Linked DNA regions of Mus musculus: regions 1, 2, 3, 4 and 5 are each linked to region 6. Evidence: chromatin contacts called from public Hi-C, HiCAR-type, HiChIP or PLAC-seq and promoter capture Hi-C data. All regions are on one chromosome and are shown on one strand. Each heading gives the region's core, a stretch centred on a gene start, on an enhancer-like site or on the middle of the called end of the contact. The rest is flanking DNA. Distances are from core to core; before and after follow the strand shown.

Region 1 (2,830 bases), core at 124-2,623, 2.6 Mb after region 6:
AAGGGCTTATGCCTGTTTTTATTCACCTTCCCTGCCTTCTCTTACTGTGACTAAGTTCTCATTCCAAAGGCTATTTCAGTTTAATATGCATGCATCAGGATTAGTTACTTCAACAAAGCAAATGACCATCCTGCTTCCCAGAACGATTTGAACCCAGGTTCTAGCTTGCATGTGACAAGTGATCTACAACTCCTGCCTGACCCAACATTCCAAAAAGGCGAGCTTTCAGGAACTTTACCTCTCTGTCAAACCTGCCCGGCCTGCGAAGCGCTGGGTCTAACTCGTCTGGCCGGTTGGTGGCTCCCACAACCACAAACTCCCTGTCCCTGTGGATGCCGTCCAGCAGCGTCAACACCTGGGCCACCACTCGGCTCTCGGGAGCTCGGTGCGGGCCGCCTCTCCGGGGACACAGGGCATCCACTTCGTCCAGGAAGAGGAGGCTGGGTCCGCGGCTGGCCAGCTCCTGGGCTCGTTGGAAGATGCGCCGCACGTTCTCCTCGGTCTCCCCGGGCCGGGAGCCCTGCAACGCCGGGGCGCTCACCGCCAGCAGCTCGGCGCCAGTCTCGCGCGCCACGGCCCGCACTAACTGGGTCTTGCCCACTCCCGGGGGGCCCGCCAGGAGCACCCCGCGGGGCACAGCCAGCCCCAGCGCGGCTAGGGCGAGCGGGTAGCGCAGCGGCAGGCGGAGCAGCTCCCGTAGGGAGTCGGCGGTCTCCGACAGACCCCCAAGGGTCACCTCCCCGGGAGGCTCGACCTGTGGCGGAGGCTTGTCACTGAGCGTGATGCGGGTATGCGGTGTGACCCACCCGCCGGGCTCTGGGTCCGGTGTCCCGCCCATCACGTGCAGAGCTGCGACAGGGCCGGGGACACCCGGCGGGGTGGTCACCACGTGTCCCCGAGACACAGGCCGGTTGCGCAGCAGCTCGTGCACTACCTCCAGCACCGCGGCGGAACTCGGGGCTCCCGCCTGGGGCCGCAGCACCGGCCACACCTCTAGGCGCCGCAGGGGCGGACAGGGCACGGGTTGCAAGCAGTCCATACCTATCCTCCCCGTGGCCACCCGGGCCCCGGGGCTAGCGCACTGCGGGTCCAGCTGCACAAAGCCATCCACCCTGTCGCGCCGCGGCCAGGCCGTGCAGAGGCAGCAGCCGCCGGCGGGCAACGAGATCCTCAGCGGCGAGCCCAGGCGCGCACCCAAGCTGCGGAAGGCGGCCGGCCCCAGGCGGCAGCGCTGGGTGTCCCGGTCCCGGGGATCCACCGGCAGCAGCTTCAAAAGTTGTCCGTCGGGGAAGGGCCCCGAGTCCGGAGCCATGACTCGGGGAACCACGCCGGGGAAAGCCCGGCAGCAATCCACCCGGCTGCCGGATGCAGGCGGCGCGCATGCGCCAAGAAGGAACAAGCCTCTGATTGACGGTCGAAAGGACTTCTGGGAAAGTGAGAAAAGCCTGGCTCTCCATAAACATCAGACGCCCGGTAGTCGGTCCAAGAGCCTCAATGAAAAGGTCTCCGCTGGCATCTGACAGACATACGGCTGCTCCATTAGGCCATAAGAGTTTTCATTTTGTGAAGTAAAAAGATTTCTTAAGGAAAAAAAGAAAACCCAAACTGCTGACAAGGTGTAACGTGCTTACAGATATAAACAAGGTGTAAATAAAATACCCGCCAAATTAATCATGATACTCGCATCTTATGAAAGATCTTTTATCCTCGTTCCAAAGACTTGGAGCGTCTAGAAATGGGAAAGAAGACATTAATAATAAGACATAATAACCATCTTCAATATGTAAAGGGATGTGTGTGAAAGCTAGCGTGCGTGTGGATAGCTGTGGTAAAGAACTGACCAGGAAACGGAAGTTTAATAGGGTGATCTTAAGAGGTTTTTCTCTGCATATTTTGACCATGGTCGCATGAAAGGTACAGCTGAGAGTCATAACTGATGCCCACTGAGGCAATTAGAGTGAACTTAACCTTTCAGATTTCAGCACTGATTTAAAACAGGGGTAGAGGCTAAGTTAGTGGGGATATGGTGTGGAGGACAGTACATGTTTTTTCGTGTTGCATAAAGAGGCTGATCCCGTTCAGGGCCAAACTATAAAGTTCTCTGACCTTGGCCAAGAAATATACAGCATCCCCACTAAAACAGCCACTCCCCTCCTTGTGTCACAAATATCAGGAAGGGATTGTGTTTCTGGGCCCTCAACTCATTCACACATTCTCAGTAAAACTATAGATTATCTTTCCCAGGCAGCCTTAACCCATCCTGCTCCTCTGAGTCAGACCATTTTCATTGTATTGTTTCAGTCATCCATACATCTGAATTCATCATACTTACAATCTTGCAGGAAACCATTCTAAGCTTGCTGTGATGGTTCATACCTATATCACAACATTTGGGAGACTAAATAAGGATTAGAACAATTTATAGTTCTACCTGGGCTACTTAGTGAGGTCTAGGCAAGCCTAAACTACAGAATGGAGAAAGGTATCGAAAGAAAGAAAGAAAGAAAGAAAGAAAGAGAGAGAGAGAGAGAGAGAGAGAGAGAGAGAGAGAGAGAGAAAGAAAGAAAGAAAGAAAGAAAGAAAGAAAGAAAGAAAGAAAGAAAGAAAGAAAGAAAGAAAGAAAGAAAGAAAGAAAGAAAGAAAGAAAGAAAGAAAAAGAAAACCTTGAAAAGAAAAACATAATAACAGTTCTGTGGTCCTTTTGTTGGTTACAGGACTCCAAATTTGGCAATTTTATGAGCACTATTTAAAGCAACAAACGTGTGCACCACTAGAGGGAGTCCAGAACCAACAAATGAAGGCCGAGGGCCCTTGGCGGACCGGACATTTG
Region 2 (2,921 bases), core at 263-2,762, 2.6 Mb after region 6:
TGTGCATGAATATATATACATATGCTACACTTACACATAGGTAGACAGGAAGATAGGTAGGCAGGTAGACAGGAAGATAGATAGATAGATAGATAGATAGATAGATAGATAGATAGATAGAGATAGATGATGATAGATAGATATAGATAGATAGATATGATAGGTAGATAGATGATGATAGATATGATAGGTAGATAGATAGATAGATGATGATAGATAGATATGATAGGTAGATAGATAGATAGATGATGATAGATATGATAGGTAGATAGATAGATAGATAATGACAGAAAATTATAAGAAAAATGGTGTAAAACATTTATGGTGGAAATCTAGTGGGGAGTGTGAAAGTTCTTTTTATAACTTTTACACACTTGGAATTACTCCAAAAATTAGTTGTGAGCATAAAAGTATATTTACACATTACAGTCTCTACCCTATACAGCTCTAAACTTGCAGTTTTCCATATGTTAGTGAACATAAGCTATGCCCTAGCATTTCCTGGCCTGGCCTCTGCTATCTGGTTACCCCTCACCTGCAGGATGCCACACATCCTTGCCATTTTTAATGGGTACACTTCACACAGCCGTAGATTCTTCGTTCATATTTTAATATCAGGTGGTTTTCCTTCATGTTCTTCTCCTTAAAAGCACATTGCTCCCAACACCACTGTGTCTTTGTTGGGAATATTTCCCACAGTGGGCCATCAGGGTACCGTGGCCCTGTACACAGGCTGCCAGACTGCACTCAGCAAAGCTGAACAGATATACTTCTGTTTCCCTATGACTCTATAGTGGCTTCGTACTCTGACTTGTTTTTGAGAACTGGGTTGCGTATAATATGATCTCAAGCTAGTTTATCTTGATGTTCACGTCGTTCTCAACACTGAGTTGTCTGCTGAGAGAGGAGCCCCCTCCGAACCACTGTTCAGACCGGCTGTGGTGGGGGTGGGGGATGGGGTGAGGGTGGGGTGAAGGGGTAGGGGGTGGACGCCTGCTTTGGGCCCAGTGGCACCTGCTGTCTGTGTGTTTGGTCCTGTCTCTTTCCTCCCATAGCCTTATAACTAACTTTCTGTGTGCTATTGGGAAAGTATTTCTTCCACTCTGAGGCCAAAGCTCTGTGAAGACCTAGTCTGTGCTGTCAATTGATCACTTACACGTGGCCTGTGTCTGTTGTTTAAATATCCACTGAGTCCGAAGCTATCTGAAGATCTTGTGATTACAGATGGCAGAGGTTGGCTGCAGTATGAAAACTTCACAAGTGTTCACCATTAATCACATTCCGTGTTCTGGGTCCTCTGTAATAAAGAGGAGGTGTGTAGGAAAGGAAAGAAAATGAGGATCTTAGAAGTGAACGTTGAGGACAGCTGTGAACTGTGACCCTTGCCTCTGCTTCGGTGCACTCACCTTTCCTTCCTGTGACCGAGACTTGCGGCAGGGACAGCTGTTTCCTCCTATCATGGGGTTGAAGCTGTAGAGAACATCCTGCCCTCAAGACCAGAACAAGCCTGCGGTGAGCTCCGAGGCAGGCGGTGACTCAAATCCAGAGAAGCAGGAAGTTTGGTGTGAGGGGAGAACTCAGAGCTGGCTACACTGAACTTCCCAATCCCAGCCCAGCGCTGAGGGTCACAGGTCTCAGTGAGAAGGGCAGAGCACCCACTTCTCAGTAGAGGAAGAGTGGGCAAGAGCTCTCTGCCGAGGGCTGCCTGCCTTAGGTCTGGCAGAAAGGAAGAAAGGGTGACGTGCTGTTTAAAGTATGCTCCGGAAGGTGCCTGGGGCTTAGTCAGTGCTGAACTCAGGCTTAGCCAAGTGATTCTCAGAAGTCTCTCAATGAGAGGAAACACATCTCCCAAGTGCTAGCCCTGGTACCATCCTCAAAGGGAATTTAGGAATAGGAGAGGTATCTTTGTTATGCAAAGCATCATCTACCGAAACTTACCACCATGGGCGTCTGAATTTTCCAACTCCCCTCTGGCTATGGAGGACACACCCAGTGTGCCCAATGTGTAAGGGCAATAGAGCAGGTCCTGCCCAGGCCTTTCTTGGGGCTGGGACCCTGAGAGGATATCCTTCCCCACTACCAGTTCCTCCACTGCCTGAGGTCTCCCAGGACCAGTACAGGGTGAGGTTCCAGGCTGGTGTGAAAGACCTTAGGGCCAGCCAGGCAAGGCCTGTAGGTCTTCACCAGTAAGGGCAAGGTGATGTTCCCTCTAAGGCTCAGCCTCCAAAGCTGCCCTAGGCACTTTTTAGGACTCATAGCTGATGATATTAATCCTGCCAGCCACAGAGATAGAGGGTCTCTCCTTGATCTCTTCCTGGTTTGCTCAGTTCCCCTTTCTCCTGATCACCTTAGTTTCTATCACTGTAGCCTCAACATATTGGAGTGCTAAGAGACCAATGACAGCCTAGAAGCCTTCTTTTCTCAGGTGCACACCTTTGCTGTGGTGTTGGGAAGTGTCCCTCGGTGGCTGTATGTCCCTTGGTCCCTGCATGGTGCTGGGGAGTCTTTAGAGGTGGGGTCTAGTTCTGATTTTTCCTTGGCCATTCCAATGCATTCTCTCTCTCTCTCTCTCTCTCTCTCTCTCTCTCTCTCTCTCTCTCTCTCTCTCTCTCTCTCTCACACACACACACACACACACACACACACACCCATTTCCTCTGCCATTGCTTTGGCTGATCATGGCTCTCCTGTGGACTGCTGGCATTGATCTTTGGTCTTCAAAGTCTCTATCAATGCATACCTGCCACCTCTGCTTGTGACAGCCATGTCTCTACTGAAGTATCATCTCCGTCTTTAGCTTAAGTTCCTTGTCTGCTTCCTTTGTGGCTTATGATAATAATCTGCGTTTTCAGTCTCTCCCACTTCATTCCTGATGTGAAAAATCCCATGCAGTAAACTCCTTCAGTTTCCCAGCAGCTATC
Region 3 (2,700 bases), core at 148-2,647, 2.9 Mb after region 6:
CCTCTCAATCCTTAACAAACGTATGGGGACCATTCTCATTCAAACCACCACCACCACCACCATCACCACCACCAGAATCACTTTATATTTTTTAAGCAAATACCAGTAGTGTGGTGGCGCACACCTGCAACCTCAGAACTTGCCTTGGGAAAGCTTGAGCAACAGGATTGCCATGAGTCTGAGCGGAGGCCTGACTGCAAGGTGACTACAGAGCAAGGGCTGTGCTCAGATCGCTCATCACCCTTAATTTGCATGACAACAACCCCTATCACCCTTTCTAAGATAGGACAAGGGCGTGGTCTTGGCCCAGGAGTTGGCAGTCCATTGCCTTTCCCATCCCCTCCCATTGGGTGAGTGAGGAGACCTTCTCCTGTGGGTTAGCTACAATATCCTCAGGAACCTGTCATCTCTATGCTCACCGTTGCATCAGTAGTTAGTATTTTAAACTGTATATTCTGGAATGTAAACCTCTTAGTTTCTCTATTATACCCCATGAAGTGAGGGGAGAAGGAGGGGAGAGGGAGGGGAGGAGGGAGGGGGAGGAAGGGGGAGGAGGGAGAGGGAGAGATGCTGGCCTTCAGGGCTACAATACTTCTGGTGAACCTGCTTCCTTTCTAAGACAAAATTCCAGGCTCTTAGGCATCATCATCGGAGCCCTGAGAAGGTAAGGGGCTGGTGATTGACAACATTAGACCTGTTTCTCGCTTGATTTATTGATCTGTCTGTTTCTATTCTGTCACAGACAGATTGACAAACCCAGGGTGGAGCTTGAGGGATTTCCACAAGAAAGCAGGGCAGCTGTGAGGGCTGCGTGGGCCTGCTGGGGGCCGGTGTAAGCGTGGATGGGGATTGTTTGTGCGAGGGTTGTAAGCATTTGAAGCTGGCGGTTGGGTGTGGAAACATCGGAGCAATGGGTGTCTCTGGAGAACTGATTGCATGCCACGTGAGAAGTTTGCCTGGATAGAAAGGCAACCTAGGTTTGGGTGTGAGTTAAGGGATAGGAAGAGGTAGGCGGTACTCCCAAGGTGAGGGCAGTAATAGGCGCATCTGAAGAGCAGCGTCTTCGAAAATGTTTGGGTCTTTGGGTTTGGGGGAAAGGAATCAGGATGAGCAGGATGTGCCTGGGGACTCATCTTCCCGCGTCTGACACAAACTGGGAGGTGCAAAGAGCAGATGGGACTAGAGAGCGCCCCACAGGAGCACGGGTAACGACATGTGGAGGACTCACCCTCGGCGCAGTTGCTTCCCGCATCCCATCTACTCCTCTCAGAGTCCTCGGGTCCCCGTTAGGCAGCGGGCTCCTCCCCTCGTGTCACTGACGACGAGCCCCGCCCCTCCCGCCGGCGCAGCTCCGCCCCCTCTCGCCCCGCCCCCGCCGCCCGCGGTCTGCTCGCTCAGTTGGGAGGGCCCCATGCTACTGAGCGGAGCTCCTCCTACGGGCTCCGGCCCGGGGCCGAGGGCGCAGGGCAGCGCGGGGGGCGGCCCTGGGGGATCCCGCCGCGGGGCTGGGGGTGCGGGGACCGGCCCGGGAGGGGGCGGCAGCGGTGGAGTCGCAAAGTGGCTGCGGGAGCACCTGGGCTTTCGCGGGGGCGGCGGTGGAGGGGGCGCCAAACCCGCCCCCCCAGAGCCCGACTACCGCCCCCCAGCTCCCTGCCCGGCCGCGCCCCCTGCGCCGCCCCCGGACATCCTGGCCGCCTACCGGCTGCAGCGAGACCGCGACTTCGAGGACCCCTACTCCGGGGGCCCGTCCGCGTCCGCCGCCCTTTCCACCCCTGCGGTCCCTGGCCCCACTCCGCCCCCGCGCCACGGCTCACCCCCGCACCGCCTCATTCGGGTCGAGACCCCCGGCCCCCCAGCACCCCCTCCGGACTCCGGACCCCCTGCCAGCAGCGACAGGGTGAGTGCTGCGCCGGGCGTGGGTGTCCAGGAGGGGTGGTGGTCTGAGGTCTGGAGATTTAGGGAGGGACAAAGGTGGCTTGGCTGGGACTCAGCCTTTCGCAGTCAGTATTTCTAGTTGACATAAGCTTAGTCCCTGACACGGGGGCTCAAATTTTAACCCCTTTGTTAGCTTCTCCACCGACTAATCTGAGTCCCCAAACTCTGCCCTGTTTCCTGTTAGGGCCCGAGGACTAGGGACGACCTCCCTCAATGGCTCTGTCCTCAGCTTTGCAACCCGTCCAACCCTGATCCTGGAACCTTTTTTCTAACGGGCATGGAGAAGCACCCCTCCCTTCCCTTTGCCGGTTTATGGCCTTTGTGCCCTCTCCGGAGCAGCAGCTCCTCTGCCCTTTGATCTCTTGACTCTTCCCTCCACAAAGCTTTTCTCTCCCCCTCCTCTTCCCCTTCTCCTTCCTCCCACCTCCCACCCGGTCCTGGAGTCCAGGCATCTTTGCAGGTCTGAAGCCCAGAAAGGGGCTGAAAACTAAGATTCTTCCGTGAACACAGCGAGCGCTGGCCTTTGCCTTTCCCAGTGGGATTAGGGGGGGGGGGGGACTGTTGTACTCCGGATGCCAAGATGGGCAATGTCCAGCTCTTCCTGAAGAAATTCACCCCTGGGGTACAGGCGCACTCCTTCCAGTGTTCCCCCAAGTATGAGGACACTCGGTGGTCAGGACCTGTTGCCCAGTTAAGGCCGAGTGATGGGGTTCATTCATTATCTCCTCTCTCTAGGCTTTCCTCTTTCTCAGTCCATTCTGAGAG
Region 4 (2,782 bases), core at 69-2,568, 2.6 Mb after region 6:
AGCTCTGTTAGTCTAGTCTCCTGCACTGGGTGGTCGCCACGCCCCATCCAGTTGTCTCCTCTTTCTCCCCTCACCAACACCTGCACCCCATCCCCCCATCTATGCACCTCATGTTTGCTAGGTTACCTCAGACCTCCACCCATGCCCACTTATCTATTCACCTAAACTGCTCCACTTCTCAGTCACACTGGATCCTTCCTCCTATTTCTTGGCAGACTTCAACACCAAGCTTATCCATAGCCTATGCAGAGTCCATTTGGCTACAAGCACCTTAAGAACAAGATCAATATTTCAGCCCAGCGACTCCATCTTTGCTCAACGAGCGATAAGTCAATGAATCCAGATTGTAGACAAGCATGGGATTCTCTCCCTGACGCCAGCTCATGGGAGTAACCAGCATGCTCCAGGACTCTGTGGCCTGGTGTGATGGCTACTTCTGCTGTTAAACTAAACTTAATTAAAATTCAATATTACTATAGGATCTAGCCTCTTTTTTCTCCCATGTGTAAGCTCAAAGAACAAAGCAAGCCACGTGCCCTGAGTTCGTCTCTGGATTCCACCCTTCTTCCCCTGTAACCCCTTTTAATCCTAATTTATCTGCCTCGGTTTATTCAAAATATCCCCATGAGGTCTCCAATGCCCTTCCAACTGACAAAGCCCTTAGAGTTCTTTGAGTAGATTTTTGTTTTCTTTATTGAAGTCTCCTATGATTCAAACATCAAGACAATATAAAACAAACACACACACACACAGAGAAACAGACACACACAGAGAGAGAGAAAGGGAGAGAGAGAGGAAGAGAGAGAGAGCAATATCTCAAGTCAGCCCCCACTGTATACACTTGTGTTAGCTGCTTCTTAAGTCACTTCTCCCAAAGGGTAACTGCCCATTCTCTCCCTACCACACAGGACAGCACGCACAGACACACACCGCTGCTCAGCTGCTTTGCCGTCTGTGGCCTTCCATATCAGCACCTCCAGAGCCTTCTCAGGCTTGCTCCCCAAGTCCCAAAAGGATCGATCTGCCCACTCTGCCTCTGGGGACTTGGCTCCTGACACCACACTGGTTCTGCGCCTATACCCTTTCCTGCTTCTCCTCTCACCTCACTTCTCTGAGCTCTTATGGGGAGCCCTTGCCTCGCCTGGTTCCTGCAGTGCCCTCCAAAGCCCTGTGCTTCCCTCCAATGCTCAGCCTGTGAGGTGTTTGAATACTTGGTTCTCGGTGGGTTGTGCTGTTTGGGAAGATGTAGAGGGTGTGGCCTTTCTGGAAGAAGTACATCACTGGTGTTGGGCTTTGAGGTTTCAAAATTTGCTCCCTCTGTTTCCTGTTTGTGGTTCAAGATGTGGGCCCCCAGCTCTCAGCTTCCAGCTCCTGCTGCCTGCTGCCTTTACCCTGCCATCTTGAACTCTAAAATGCTAAGCCCAGGTAAGCCCGCCCGCCCTTCTTTCAGCAGCTGTGTTCCGCAGTAGGAAAGTAACTAGCACAGCTTGTAAAATTCAGCCCTTCCTGGGGAAATTTCCCAGGAAGCAGGAGCAGATGGCTGAGACTTTCCATTAGGCACAACTAGCTACGAGTTAGTGCACAACTAGCTACAAGTTAGTGCACAACTAGCTACGAGTTAGTGTGGAGCCTTCTGCATCCACGGCTGCCCTGCTCATTCTCACAGCCACCAAAAAACCAAAACAGACAAAAAACAACAAGGGGGACCTGCAGCTCCCAGATCACCTTCTGCTCTTTATGGGCATCCTCAGGCACTCAGACATCCCACCTTTGGAGAAAACAGTGCCCTTGCATTTCATCTAGCTTAAATTTTGAAAGCAATTAATAATAATGAGAAAGGCACAGCCAGAAAGAAAAGAGACACAGTGCATGAATATCAGAGGGAAGGAGCCTGGGGAGGTGGCTCCGCGGATAAAGGCATAAAGCAGATAAAGGCCACCAAACCTGAGCACCTCCATTCACTCCCAAAACCTACCTGGTGGAAGGAGACACAGACTCTTCTAAGATGTTCTCTGATACCCATCCACCCTCCACAAGTACACCGCAGCATGTGCATGGGTGCCCCGACCCAGAAATAAATACATAAATGTAAAAAAAAGAAAAAAGAAAGAAAGAAAGAGAGAGGGGGGGAGGGAGGGAGGAAGGGAGGGGGGAAGGAGGGAGGGAGGGAGAGAGACAGAGAGAAAGAGAGAGAGAGAGAGAGAGAGAGAGAGAGAGAGAGAGAGAGAGAGAGAGAGAGAGAGAGAGAGAGAAAGAAAAAAGGAAGGGTCGAGCAAGAGAGCAAGAGCAGCAGCTATGGCTGCCTAGACCTTGGATCAGGCTCTGTGGTAACTTGGGCTACCTCAGTTTCCAGCATTTGCACAGCAGCTGCTGAACACTACCCAAGGGAATATGTAGTGTGGCCGGCACCAACCACATGGTTAATAACCGCTAGTATCCATCCCTTCTATTACTCACACTCGCAGCCCACAGCTGCTCCATTAGCTGTGCAAAGACTGTGGATCTGTGGAGGTTCTGTGTTTCCCTGGCTAGGCACCATCTACTCTTGTAACTGTGCCCCGGGAAACAGGCCCCCTGGTACCAATCCATCTTGGCATCAATTAATGCTAGGGAAAGCAAGAGGATCTTAATGCTTTTAACAGAGCAAAGTAAAGTGACTTTCTGATAAAGACATAGTACAGGATATAAGCCAGTAAAACAAAATGACTACATCAGAAATCCCCATGGAGAAGGTTCTGTTCAATAAACAGAACACAGTAAAATGACACCAAGATGTCTCACT
Region 5 (2,700 bases), core at 84-2,583, 2.5 Mb after region 6:
GAGACTAGCGGTGGTAGCTTTACACTGCTGAGGGGAGATAGATGCTAATGCCCTGCGGAATCCTCTACATGAAACAGAGGGAACTGAATCCAAGAGTGCAAATTCAGTTTCATGGGAGAGTAAGCTCACACCATTATCAAGAAGATCAGACAGCTGAGGCTAGGGATCTAGCTCTGTAGTAGAGCACTTGTTTAACATGAAATAAGTCCTGAGTTGAACCTGCAGCTAGCACCTATCCCTATCTCTGCCCTACTCTCTGACATCTGCTTTTATTTATATGCATACCACCCATTCGTTATGTGCAGAAAGAGAGAAAGAGGGGGAGAAGGGAGGGGAAGGGAGAAAGAGAGAGGCCCAGGTTCCAAGTAGGTACTACAGAGTATTACTAATGTGACTGAACAAGTCATGAAAGGGATATGTCATTAAAGAAAAGCACTGCCAGGAAATGCTGGGTTATTTGTAGCTTCCTATTTCTGAAACGCAGAGATTATTTTTAGAAGCTCCATCTAGCTTCTCTCATATGAACCAATGCTCACAGAAAATGATTTGAGTGGTGTTTTCAATCTCACAAAAACGATGGTATAAACAGTGCCCATCTGCCTATATAGCAAATTAACTGCTTCGTCCAACGGACGCCTTCGGGCATCAATGCTTAAATTTCTTCTGGAAATGTGCGGACGGCTGCTGGAGTCTCGGATGAAGTAATGTCACCTAGGAGGTCAGAGTATTTCATGAGTAGACACTATTGTACAGTTTCCTAAAAATCTACCTTCTCTCTGGCAGACTGATCGCCAACCACTAACCCTGTGACAAACAGTTGAAAAGCAACACAAACGCAAACCTTTAACACAAACCGCACCCAACAGTGCGTTTCCTCGCGGGACCAGGGTTGCCTGGCCAGGATGCTCTAGGCAGGAGGGTCGCCTGCGCTGGAGTCCCACCCACTCGAACCCGGCCCCTGTGGGCAGTCGCCCCGCAAAACAGCCGTACCCGGCGTGGGCTCGCCGGCCTCCAGGCTGTCGGAAGGCCCCGTAAGGACCCCGTCTGGAGGCGGTGGCTCAGGAACACTCATATCCCCGCACTGGGCGCTGCGTGAGGCGAGTGCTGTGGAGAAGTCACAGGCAAAGAAACCTAACGCGTTCCAGAGTCCATCCGGACGAAAGCCGCCGAGGCACACGGAAGTGACGAAAGCGGAAAACCTCGCTTTCCGACGCAGAACGTTACTGCAAGTCCGGAACGCCCGCCCCCCCCCGCCCCCCCCGTGTCAGCGCCCTAGGCGCAGCCGTGCGCGTGCGGGTTCGGTTTCACAGAGGGTGGCCGGCGGAACCCGGAAGAGAGGTTAGAGGACCGGATGTCGCCATAACCGTGTGAATGTCCCCAGTGTTGTGTCCAGTTTATAACTCGGGCCGCTAAGTGAGTCAATACGAACTCTGAGCTTGAGCGTTGCTGAGGATCTCTTCCAGTGCTTGGAAATGACGTAAAGGCTTTCTTGGAGCATCATTTGGACAAATTAAGTCAAATTACCAAAAGCACATGCTGGGCTCCTGTAAGATGATATCATGAGTTCTAAAGGAAAGTATGTAGACTTGGACAGACTCAGCTCCACAGCAAATGTAAGGATTCTCGACCCTTTTGTAAACTCTGACCTCTAGTAGCATCTCTAGTTGCTCCTCAGGTTACCTGTTCAGTTTTCCATATTGTAGCCAAAGCTATCTCAAAAAAAAAAAAAAAAACTAATATAAATAAACAAATAATGCCATGCCCCTGGAATGCACTGGCTCCCTATTGTCACCATCTTATGTTCAGTTTCACTTTAGCCACTTTTCAAGGGTAACTTCTCAACTCTCCACGGTAGAATGTCCACAGACTAATCCTTGAGACTTCTAAATATATTAGAGGGCATGGCAACGAATAAAAGCTACTAGTTAACATAACCTTAAAATAGGAAGGGTACTCCAAGGACCCAAGGTAACAGTCTGTAAAACTGATGGGGTGGGGCTGTCTGAAAAAAGATTTGATTACAAAGGATGATTAAACAAACACTGATGGGTTTGAAGACAGAGGAAGGGAGTCATTATTCTGGATGGTGGGTGACCTCCAGAAAAATTGGTAACCAATTCCTCCCCTAAAGCTTTTGTAATGGAACTCAACCCTGTGAGGTTGCTGAACTATAGAATGTGTAATAATTAGTGTTGTCATACAAATAGGAAAACAATTTATTACTCTTCAAACATCTTGTGCAATCTGGGCATTGTACGCTGTCCATTGTGCTTGTTCCTGTTTCAAACTAGAGTATCTTTTTCAAAGGCCTATTCATCTTTTAAGTGCTCTAGGATAATATCTTTTTTATTGTTTTGTTTCACAAGGTGAGGTGTCCTGTAGCCTAATCTGGCCTTAGACTCAATATGTAATTAGGGATGGCCTTGAATTCTTGGTCCTCCAGCAGACACGAGCCAGCACACTCAAACACACCTTTACTGTGGACACCATTCATTATCTCATTATTTCCTCCCTTTCATTCAGCAGTCACAGTGAAGACATTTCACAACAACAAACATCCTCCTGCCATTTAGCACTGAGCTCCTCCTTGCATTCATTATTTTATGTTTTCTTCTTTTGAATTAAAAATGACAAATAGAAACTCTTATGCATAGAGTACCAAAATAATTCTCGATAAATTTGCTAATTGGTGAACTATTG
Region 6 (2,784 bases), core at 102-2,601:
CTGAAAGTGAAGGCTGGCAAATTAGCATGAGGAGCAGGAAGGCAGACTTAATTCATAGAAAGAATATGAAAAGCCAACCAAAGAGCAAACATCTAACACTCAATGGGCCTCACTCCGCTAGGCACACTTCGAGCCTGCGAACGCATATAAACCTATACTTTACTTTTGTAACGCTTCTCTTGATGAGAATGAACCTCCCGAAGAAAATGTTAAAAAAACACAGGTGAGAGGCAGAGATGCACTGCATTCCCCCTGCCTTCCACGCTATGGCTGTGAACTTCAGTGGCCGAAGAGAGCTGGTCTCCCAGAGCAGCTCTTGGGGGTGGACTCTGATCACAAGCGATTTTAGAAAGTCCATCTACCAAATACTACTGTAGTCTCTTATTACTGCAGCTCCCTTCCTGATCCAACGAAACTTCAGACTTTACAATGAGCAGCGCTGGAAGTCTGGCATGTGGTAGAAGAGTACGTTCAGTCACACGGAATTTTCACTCTGTAACATCAGCCATTCCCAATACACAGCAAACACCCGCTTATGTAGAAAATGGCCATAGTATCTAATTTCTCCCAAGACAGGGCATGTTAGATGCATACATTCAGGTCATTAGGCTTGGTGACTTTACACTGAGCCACCTCATAAGCTAGCCCTGGATGGAGCTCCTTAAGTTCCCAGTCCTTGGACGGGATAAGAGAAGTACACAGCTTCCATAGATCCTTTTCCTAGACTTTAACGTGCACACTGCAGACAGTCACACTTCGGTCAAGAATAAGCCTTGCACATCCGGACCTTCCACTTGGAAAGGGTGGAGCGCACGCTGCACAGTAACGCTTTGGAAATGTTATAACCCTTTACTTTCCGCTCGCCCAAACCCCTACTGAATTTGCTCAAGGTGAACTCAGGTCTCTGCGGAGCCACGACTGCACCCGGGCTCGGTGTTTGCATTCCTGCCGTCGGGCCACGGCTCTCACCTGAATAGGTCGTAGCCGGCAGCGCGCGCGGACCCGCGGGTGGGCGCCGTGGCGTGCTCCGAGAGCCGCACGAAGCGCAGAGAAGCGCCATCCTCCGCTCGAGCCCTCTTGGAGGCAGAGACGGCCGCGGCATCTTCCGAGCAGGGCATGGCGGCGGGCGTGGAAAAAGCAGAAAGCAATGAGCGTGCGAGAGCCTACCCGCCGAAAATCTCCCGCCTGGACGAGCCCACCGCGCAGGACAGGGGACGCGGCCTTCCGCAAAGGGCTCGAGCGCGGCCTAGAGGAGGCACCGACCTCGCCAGGCTCCCCTCCTCGGGGTCCGCAATGGACTCGTCCCCGCGCTGCAGGCCAGGCCCTGGCTCACCGTTACCTGCTCAGACCAGGGCTCCCTCCAAGCGCGCTCCCGCTCCAACTCCCCCACTAGCGCGCTCTCTCGAACTGCCCTAATCCTCCCCACCCCGTGCGCGCTCCCGCCCCTGCCCCCCACCCCCTCACCAGCGCGCGCGCTCCCGGCCGGAGCTCCTCGGCTTCCTCGGCAGCTCCGGCTCCGCGCCGACCCGAGCGCACGCCCGCGGAGCAGAGCGGCCTGCAGGCGGGCGCGCAGCAGCACGCTTAGGAGAGGCATGGCGCTGGAGGCCCTGCAGGCCCTGAGGCCGCTGCCCCGCCCCGCGCTCCGCCTAGCGGCCCTCCTACGTGCTTTTCCTCGCCCTGACCTGAACAGATCTTTTGCCTTCCACCACCGGACCTGCAGGGCATTTTAAAATTCCTTGACCTCAGCCAAAGCAACAAGGAGCCAACCCCCACCCCCACCCCCACCCCCACCCCCACCCCCACCCCCTCGCCGGTAGTTGGGAGTCAAACTTTTTTTTTCCAGAGAGGATAATTAAAGATCTTTCTGGAGTCTCCGGTTTTATCTGGACTATACCATAAACACGTGGAACTCAAGTTGTGGTGCACTTCGATTTTCAAGATAAATAGAAGGCCCAAGGCACTTTTATAGAAATACCGACTATACATATTGGGGCGATTGGTTCCCCTGATGGGTGTGCAATACACTACACTTCTTGAAGCTCTTTTAAAGCATCTGTTATTGTGCAGTCCCACGATGTGTCTGTGTGTCTTGCAGGTCATTGCCAGTGCGAGGTTATCTTCTCCTTGTTCCTTCCACCTTTAGGTGGGTTTAGGGTTAGACCTGTGGTGGCCAGGCTCTTTACTCTCAGAATGTTTTTATTTACATTTCTTCTTATTACAGTCTGCACATGCATGTATTTTCTTGCCTAATGTCTACTTGTTGGTTAGATTCAAAGTCCATGAGGGAAATTGATCCAGCCTTTGTATTCTTGGAGTCTAACCGTGAGTTTCAAAAGCCCTCACAGGTGCGCCTGCCCCCCCCTCTTCCCTTCCCCCCTCCCTTTTCTCTTCTCCCCCTCCCCTTCTCCCTCCCCACTCTCCCTCTCCCTTCTACTGCTTCAGCACCATGCCCGCCTGCTCCACACCATGATAATGGACTAACCCTCTGAAACGGTAAGAAAGCCCCCAGTTAAATGCTGTCTTTATAGAGTTGCCTTGGTCATGGTGTCTCTTCACAGCAGTAGAACACTAAGACAGATGGTGATCGCATTGTTTAGTAAGGAGGGCTCCTGTGCATTATTTCTTCTCAGAAATCTTAATATTGGTGCTTAATCCTTTAAAACAAGATTATTGTTGGGCCTGGAGAGATGGTTCAGCTGTTAAGAGCACTCAGTGTTCCTGTATCAGACCCAGTTTGGTTAGCAACACCCACATTGGTGATTCACAACTGCCTGTGACTCAAGC

The links. Promoter capture Hi-C pulls out the DNA fragments that hold promoters and counts their contacts. Hi-C and Micro-C count contacts between places; a contact is called where the count stands out from the background. HiCAR-type assays count read pairs that join an accessible place to other places. HiChIP or PLAC-seq counts read pairs in DNA pulled down with a chosen protein or histone mark.
Region 1: a contact with region 6 is called in a HiCAR-type map of astrocytes, with 10 times the contacts expected there. The contact joins the promoter of Spata5l1 here to the promoter of Dut in region 6. A contact is called at or near these places in 5 of 39 promoter capture datasets (cranial neural crest, embryonic stem cells, hippocampal neurons and 1 more), 9 of 115 datasets of contacts at active chromatin or transcription factors (acute myeloid leukemia, astrocytes, embryonic forebrain and 6 more) and 1 of 9 other capture datasets (embryonic stem cells).
Region 2: a contact with region 6 is called in a Hi-C map of pro-B cells, with 8 times the contacts expected there. The contact joins the enhancer-like site here to the promoter of Dut in region 6. A contact is called at or near these places in 4 of 39 promoter capture datasets (cranial neural crest, hippocampal neurons and liver), 2 of 484 Hi-C or Micro-C datasets (B cells and pro-B cells), 4 of 115 datasets of contacts at active chromatin or transcription factors (embryonic stem cells, large pre-B cells and pro-B cells) and 1 of 9 other capture datasets (embryonic stem cells).
Region 3: a contact with region 6 is called in a Hi-C map of B cells, with 8 read pairs. The contact joins the promoter of Shf here to the promoter of Dut in region 6. A contact is called at or near these places in 4 of 39 promoter capture datasets (hippocampal neurons, liver, maxillary cranial neural crest and 1 more), 6 of 484 Hi-C or Micro-C datasets (B cells, CD8 T cells, the G1E-ER4 cell line and 3 more), 8 of 115 datasets of contacts at active chromatin or transcription factors (astrocytes, embryonic forebrain, embryonic stem cells and 2 more) and 1 of 9 other capture datasets (embryonic stem cells).
Region 4: an H3K27ac HiChIP or PLAC-seq map of large pre-B cells shows a contact between it and region 6, with 8 times the contacts expected there. The contact joins the enhancer-like site here to the promoter of Dut in region 6. A contact is called at or near these places in 1 of 484 Hi-C or Micro-C datasets (B cells) and 3 of 115 datasets of contacts at active chromatin or transcription factors (large pre-B cells, pro-B cells and stem cell-derived neural progenitor cells).
Region 5: a contact with region 6 is called in a promoter capture Hi-C map of embryonic stem cells, with 10 times the contacts expected there. The contact joins the promoter of Bloc1s6os here to the promoter of Dut in region 6. A contact is called at or near these places in 4 of 39 promoter capture datasets (cranial neural crest, embryonic stem cells, liver and 1 more), 1 of 484 Hi-C or Micro-C datasets (the G1E-ER4 cell line), 6 of 115 datasets of contacts at active chromatin or transcription factors (embryonic forebrain, embryonic stem cells, forebrain and 3 more) and 1 of 9 other capture datasets (adipose tissue).

What each region holds. Positions count from the first base shown.
Region 1 is chr2:122,629,168-122,631,997 of GRCm38.p6, reverse strand. It overlaps Spata5l1 (spermatogenesis associated 5-like 1), which reads right to left and starts at 1,373. Exons shown (of 3, transcript NM_001033256.4): 1 at 239-1,373. The coding sequence starts at 1,312.
Region 2 is chr2:122,651,137-122,654,057 of GRCm38.p6, reverse strand. No RefSeq gene overlaps it. Among named protein-coding and RNA genes, the nearest start is that of Mir147, 12 kb to the right of the region's middle. Within about 2 kb of position 1,512, at least 165 of the 459 cell types and tissues checked have an H3K27ac peak or open chromatin away from gene starts, as enhancers often do. A contact at or near this core is called in B cells and pro-B cells, where this site is marked.
Region 3 is chr2:122,367,844-122,370,543 of GRCm38.p6, reverse strand. It overlaps Shf (Src homology 2 domain containing F), which reads left to right and starts at 1,397. Exons shown (of 7, transcript NM_001374011.1): 1 at 1,397-1,897. The coding sequence starts at 1,412.
Region 4 is chr2:122,671,572-122,674,353 of GRCm38.p6, reverse strand. No RefSeq gene overlaps it. Among named protein-coding and RNA genes, the nearest start is that of 4930417H01Rik, 30 kb to the left of the region's middle. Within about 2 kb of position 1,318, at least 49 of the 459 cell types and tissues checked have an H3K27ac peak or open chromatin away from gene starts, as enhancers often do. A contact at or near this core is called in pro-B cells, where this site is marked.
Region 5 is chr2:122,736,995-122,739,694 of GRCm38.p6, reverse strand. It overlaps Bloc1s6os (biogenesis of lysosomal organelles complex-1, subunit 6, pallidin, opposite strand), which reads left to right and starts at 1,333. Exons shown (of 2, transcript NR_156706.1): 1 at 1,333-1,613. It overlaps Bloc1s6 (biogenesis of lysosomal organelles complex-1, subunit 6, pallidin), which reads right to left and starts at 1,190. Exons shown (of 5, transcript NM_019788.3): 1 at 991-1,190. The coding sequence starts at 1,072.
Region 6 is chr2:125,246,082-125,248,865 of GRCm38.p6, reverse strand. Dut (deoxyuridine triphosphatase) reads right to left here and starts at 1,351. Exons shown (of 6, transcript NM_023595.6): 1 at 970-1,351. The coding sequence starts at 1,118.